Regions from separate parts of the Mus musculus genome. Here region 1 is linked to region 2. A link is a contact called in public HiChIP or PLAC-seq data. All regions are on one chromosome and are shown on one strand. Each heading gives the region's core, a stretch centred on a gene start, on an enhancer-like site or on the middle of the called end of the contact. The rest is flanking DNA. Distances are from core to core; before and after follow the strand shown.

Region 1 (3,307 bases), core at 239-2,738, 650 kb before region 2:
TTGAATTTGTAGCATTCCTCTTGACTCCATCCTGAGTGCTTGAAATACAGGTGTATGCCACCACATTCGACTTGCAATACTGTCCTATCCTATGAAAAGTCCCCAATTTGAGTTGAAAAGGGGACCACCCCTGTGTGTCAAATGTACTTGCTAGTCTCTGATGATTCTTTGACTTTTTCTTTTTAATTTGCATTGGTGTTTTGCCTGCATGTATGCCTCTTCGAGGATGTCAGATTTCCTGGAACTGGAGTTACAGAAGTTATGAGCTGTCATGTAGGTGCTGGGAATTGACCCTGGGTCTTCTGGAAGAGCAGTCAGTGCTCCCAACTTCTGAGCCATCTCTCCGTTTTTGTTTTTAAATGAAGAAAGAGAATCTTAAGACCAAAAAACAAGCCGGGCGTGGTGGCGCATGCCTTTAATCCCAGCACTCGGGAGGCAGAGGCAGGTGGATTTCTGAGTTCGAGGCCAGCCTGGTCTACAAAGTGAGTTCCAGGACAGCCCGGGATATACAGAGAAACCCTGTCTCAAAAAAAACAAAACAAAACCAAAAAAAAAAAAAAAAAAAGACCAAAAAATAATGCCAGGGATGGTGGCTCAAACCCATAATTCCAATATTTGGGACACTGGGGTAGAAGAATTGTCATAGGTTTGAAGGCAACCTGGGCTACACAATTAGCCTTAGACTAGCCTTGGCTACACAGTAAGATCCTATTCCAAAAATAAAAACAAGACCATTAAAAAAAAAAAAAGCCAAAAACATTAAGCTGGGCAGTGGTGGCACACGCCTTTAATCCCAGCACTGTGGAGGCAGAGGCAGGCAGATTTCAGAGTTTGAGGCCAGCCTGGTCTACAAAGTGAGTTCCAGGACAGCCAGGGCTACACAGAGAAACCCTTTCTCAAAAACAAAAAACAAAAAAAACAAACAAAACAAAACAAAACAAAAAACACATGAATTTTATGTTTGTTTTTGCTTGTTTAGACAGGGTTTCTCTGTGTTGTCCTGGCTGCTCTGGAACTTGTTCTGTAGACAAGGTTGGCCTCAAACACAGAGATCTGCCTCTGTCCCTGCCCCTGCCTCGTCCCTCCATGTGCTAAGATGTCCCACTATGTCTGGCTAAACGTCTGTGAATCTTAACACTTAGAACTGGCATGTTACTTTTTTAAGAATTAAATTTATTTTCTTTCATGTATACAAATGCTTGTCTGCATGTGCCTGGTGCCCTTGGAGTCAGAAGAGAGCACCATACCCTCTGGACCTGGAGTTACAGAGAGCTGTGACAGTGTTTGTGAGCCACTATGGAACTATCCTTGAGACCAGAAAGAGTGAGGTTAGTGTTTATTCTCCGAGGCCTCTCTCTTGGATTACTTTGGGCTAACGTCCTGTGCCAGAAGGACAAGCTTATTTGGAGACATCTGTGTGCCCAGGGCAGCCTTCCTCTTAGGTTCTAGTAGCAAGCAATGTCCTCCACTCGGAGGTGAGGGCCACTGTTCCTGCTTGAGCTTGAGGTTCCTCCACGCCCATGCAAATGACCTCCTGTTAAACAACTGTCACCATGCCTACTTGCCTATGTCTTCATTTCCTGCTTGTTCTCTGGCCAACTCATCTGGGAAGTTAGCCAAAAGAAATGTCCCTGGATATTTTTCTTGCTCTTTCTTTTCCTTCCTTCTCTTCCTTTCTTACCCTGCCCTCCTCTCCTTCCTTCCCTTCTCCCTCATCTCTTTCTTTTCTCTCTCTCTTTCTCTCTTGACCCAAGCCTGGCCTTGTACTCCTGATCCTCTCCCTCTATTTCCCAAGCAATGGGAGTACAGGCATGCTCTTCCACCCCTGGTATTTATAAGGAGCTGGGAATCCGATACATGGCAGAGTGATGGGGTGGTAGGATGCTAGGCCAGCATGTGAGAGGCCCTAAATTCAATCTCTAGTACTTACAAACAATCTAAAGAAGGAAAGCAAACAAAGTTGGCAACAGGCTTGACGAATCCCTGAGCAGGTAAAACCAGCTAGTCTTCGGGCCGCCTAACGTGATCTCAACCTTTTGTGATTTGCAAACATGGTCAGCTCTTATTAATGCTGTAAAAAGGAAAAGGGCAGAAATTGCCTAGCATGGCGGCACATGCCTTTAATCTCAGCATTCAGGAGGAGGGGCAGGTGGATCTGTGTGAGAGTAAGGGTAGCCTGGTCTACAGAGTGAGTTCTAGGACAGCCTGGTCTAAAGAGTGATTTCTGGAACAATCAGGGCTACACAGAGAATCTCTGTTTTGAAAAACAAAAACAAAACAAAACAATTTAAACAAACAAACAAACAAAGGCAGAAGCAGAAACTGTGCCTCACATATATAAATAATCCTGGCACTCTGGAAGTCTGAAGCAGGAGGATTTCTACAAGTTTGAGGGCAGTCTGGGTTACATGGTGAGTTTGAGACCAGCATAGCAATGTTTCAGGTGAGTTTGAGTTACATAGTAATATTCTGTCTCAAGGAAATAAGTGTAAGTATACCTTAAATAAAAATTTAAAATTAAAAATAAAATAATAAAAAGTTTACCAGTAGTGAAGCAGTAATTCTTAGTACTAACATAATGTCCTCGGGTGTGCTGCCAATGTTCCTTGCAAATGTTCTTCCCAGCCCCTCCTCCTCCACAGAGCATCCTCTTCCCTTTTGGTCGGGCACATGACTATAAGTCATCATTTTGTAGGCCATGTGATTCTGAAATAAACATTTAGAAACCATCTGGAATTACAAGGATTTCCCAATCCTGGGAAAGTGAGGCAGGAAGATGATGAATTTAAAACCAGCTTTACTTGAAGAGCGAATTCAAAGTCAGATGTGCCTATGTGGGTCCCTGCCTCAAAAAGCCAAAATGAGGGCTGGGGAGACAGACAGCTCAGGAGAGGGCTGGGGAGACAGCTCAGGAGAGGGCTGGGGAAACAGACAGCTCAGGAGAGGGCTGGGGAGACAGCTCAGGAGAGGGCTGGGGAGACAGCTCAGGAGAGCACCTGAGTTCAATCCCTGGAACTCAAGTGAAAAAGAAAAAAATCAAGGCTATTTGACCACCCTGTAACCCCAGCACTGGGAGGCTGAGACAGGAGGAGCCCTATGGCCAGTCAGTCTACCCTAATTGTAAGCTCCAGGCCAATGAAGAGACCCTGTCTTAAAAAGTAAGGTGGGGTCTGGGGAGATGGCACAACAGTTATGAGTGTGTGTGTGTGTGTGTGTGTGTGTGTGTGTGTGTGTGCACATATATGTGCAGATGTGTGTGCCTGTCCTTGCATGTAGAGGGCAGGAAAAGTGTTGGAAGTTTTTCTCT
Region 2 (3,105 bases), core at 329-2,828:
GGTGTTGTCTTGCTGTGCATGCAGATGTCCAGCTCCTGGGTTTCTGTGCTCCAGCCCTACGACTAGGGTCTACACAAACTTCCATAACCTCAAGTAACCCTGGGCCAATACTGAATACTCCTTTCCAAGTCACACGACCAGATGGTCCCAGGGGAAATTCAGTTCTCTGTGTGTTTTTATTTCCAAATGAAGGCTCTCTTCAGACAACAGAACAAATGTGCCAACATCCTGTTCCAAAACCCAGAAAACACAAATTCCCAAGAACCACCAGCCCTTTAGTCAGTCTGGCTCAAAGAGAAAGCTATTACTAATTCAAGATCCCGTAGCCTTACCTCCTCTTGCCTCACTGGTAGTAACACTGCACAAAACATGTAAAGAACTGAGTCATGCTATCATCCTGTCGATGGCTTAACGATTAGAAGTGTGAGGGACTGCCCTTCAGTCTGACCTTCATTGACATAGTAAACTATGTCTTTGGCTTCCAGTGGGGATGGCAGTGGGGGTGGAAGGGAGTGACTCAAGGTTCTAGGCTAGTATTATGTGGTGATGATTTTGAATGGCTTCTCTAAAATACTTCATTGAGTACTGCCTAAATAAACAAGATGATCTAAAGCCTGGCATAAGGAGCCAGTGCTGTGTTGAAATCTATGCACTTGGACCCAGACCAAGGACCGTCCCATAGAATCCCTGAGAAACAATCCTCTTGAAGATGATCATTTATTCCTACCCAGGGCTACGGATACTGATTCTTTTGCACAAAGGAACTTCACACAGGTTCCCTAATCCTTACTCTGGCTATCATTTAAGTGATCCATGAAGGACCTGTGATCTGCTCAAAGCCAGCCCTGTTCACTCCCTGCCCTGTCCTGTACTCAGAGCTCCTGAATCAAACAAGTAGCCTCTAGCTTTCTCTTCCACAGTGGATGGAAGGCTTCTCTGAAGTATAAGGTTTACCCCACCCCATCATGGTAAAGGTATCATTTTTATAGAATGTATGCCATGTATCATTATAATCCCTTTCTTGTAAGGGAAGTTTATTAGAGTTAAACTGCTGGTTGCTGGCCAACCAATGTATTAATAGTTCTTGGTCAAGTGCCAATCCTTAGTTTAATCAGCTGCCTTGACCTCAGGAGATGGGGAGGGTCATGTGGTGTTAAATGGGACAACCTGTTACTCGTGTTCCTGAGGGCAGCTAGTGCAGAAAGCACTGAACAACTTATCCACGAGCCTCACGCGAACAAGCACACGTAGTAAGTCAGAATGTGCTTGAGTCGATTTCGTAATTATTCAGCTGACATCTTTCTTTCTCTGACTGGAGAAGAAGGCACACGGGTGCACCCAGTAGGTGCTCAATGGCTAATTTTCAATGAAAGGAAAAAAAAATCCCTGACTAAAGCTGGCAATCGGTGGAGTAGAGAGAAGTTGGAAATATCAGGAGAGGAATGTAATGAATCAAAGGTCTGACTGAGTCAGGTTATGAGTAAGCCAAGTTATGAATAAGCAGAGCCAACAGTGTGTAAAAATACCCACAGTGTAAATGACACGAGAGCTAGGCAGTAGTGAGCAGAAGGCATGGCAGGCACAAGGGAGGACTGAGTCACCTCGGAACTCATTCCTTGAGGCCAGAGCTTCCTTCCTACTCAGCGCTTCCTGACTCTAGTAGCCTGTCTTCCCTAGGGTCCTGTGAACATGGACTCTTACAATAAAACTCCCTGAGGCTAACCTGATGAACTGGCACTTGTTGGTCATCTCAGCTCTGGAAGATCAATTAGTATTACTTAGCTCGTGAAGTCATCACCCCTTTCAGCAGACTGGCAGTCAAGCTGTGTGGAAACTTAGACATGTTTTTATTCAAAGTGGAGATACCACCTTAGACTCAACCTAGACCCCCTATATAAATAAACTTTATTTTAATTATATTTAAGCTGGGCATAGTAGTGCATGCTTTTAATCCCGGCACTCGGGAGGCAGAGGCAGGCGGATCTCTATGAGTTTGAAGTCAGCCTAGTTTACTGGTCTGCGATGAGTTCCAGGACAGCCAGAGCGCCAGAGCTATGTAGTGAGACCCTATCTTTAAAACAAAACAAAACAAAGAGAAAAAAGAAAAAGAAAAAAATGATTTTCTTTTCAAGATAGGATCTCACTCTGCACCCTGGCTAGCCTGGAGCTTGCTATGTAGAACAGGCTCACCTCAGACTCACAAGTATCCTGTTTCTACCTCCCAAATGCCGGCATTAAAGACATACATCACTACTCCTGGCCGTAACATACTATATTTATCTCTGTTTCAGTGGAATTTTTATCCTGCTGAAGCAAAAGCAAACAAATTTGCTCTATTGTACCTTCATCTTTAAATTAAACATTAGTAAGAAAAATTAAATATTACTTTAGAATAATTTTAGGGGATATTATGAAGATTGACCATCTTCATCATTACCGATGTTAACTTCTAGACTTCTGTGCATTATTAATTACTTAATGACAACCCACCAAGCTGTAAGTTCCCTGACAGTCTTGAGTCCTTTTTGGTATCTAAATCTCTTTATTTACTATTGCTGCTTTAACAAGTTACCATATGTTGACTTGCCTAAATGGCACAAATTCATTATCTTGTAGTTAGTGGGGTAGGAGTTGGATACAGACCTGACTGGGTTCAAACCAAGGTATCATCAGAGCTGCTTGCTTTTTCTGGAAGCTCTAGGGAAGGCGCCTCACTTTTTCTCAGCTTCTACAGGCTTCTGGCTCCCTCCTTCACTTCCAAAGCCAGCATGCTGCGCCTTGTTTGTGTTACATATCTGACCCTCTTTCATGGTCCCTTCTCCCTCCAACTGATGTCAGCTGGCAAAGGTTCTCTGTGGGGATTCCAGAATAATCTTGCAACGTCCCTTAGCCTTAATTACATCTGTAAAATCCCCTTTGTAACATAATATATTCACCGATTACCTTGGATTAGGACACACATCTTTTAGGGAAGCAATTATTCTGCCCCGCACACTGTAATTACCAATCCTTCTGTGGTCTGATAAGAACATCTAGGATCATGACAGCATTCAAGATGCGTCTCAAAAGCACAAATTGCTAGAAAGAAGAAACCTCATGATAAAT

The links. HiChIP or PLAC-seq counts read pairs in DNA pulled down with a chosen protein or histone mark.
Region 1: a contact with region 2 is called in an HNF4G HiChIP or PLAC-seq map of pancreatic cancer cells. The contact joins two enhancer-like sites. A contact is called at or near these places in 1 of 484 Hi-C or Micro-C datasets (the N1E-115 cell line) and 1 of 115 datasets of contacts at active chromatin or transcription factors (pancreatic cancer cells).

What each region holds. Positions count from the first base shown.
Region 1 is chr11:87,024,927-87,028,233 of GRCm38.p6, reverse strand. No RefSeq gene overlaps it. Among named protein-coding and RNA genes, the nearest start is that of Ypel2, 33 kb to the right of the region's middle. Within about 2 kb of position 1,488, at least 91 of the 459 cell types and tissues checked have an H3K27ac peak or open chromatin away from gene starts, as enhancers often do. A contact at or near this core is called in pancreatic cancer cells, where this site is marked.
Region 2 is chr11:86,379,079-86,382,183 of GRCm38.p6, reverse strand. All of the region lies in intron 1 of Gm38937 (a long non-coding RNA gene), which reads left to right. Among named protein-coding and RNA genes, the nearest start is that of Gm38937, 3.5 kb to the left of the region's middle. Within about 2 kb of position 1,578, at least 81 of the 459 cell types and tissues checked have an H3K27ac peak or open chromatin away from gene starts, as enhancers often do. A contact at or near this core is called in pancreatic cancer cells, where this site is marked.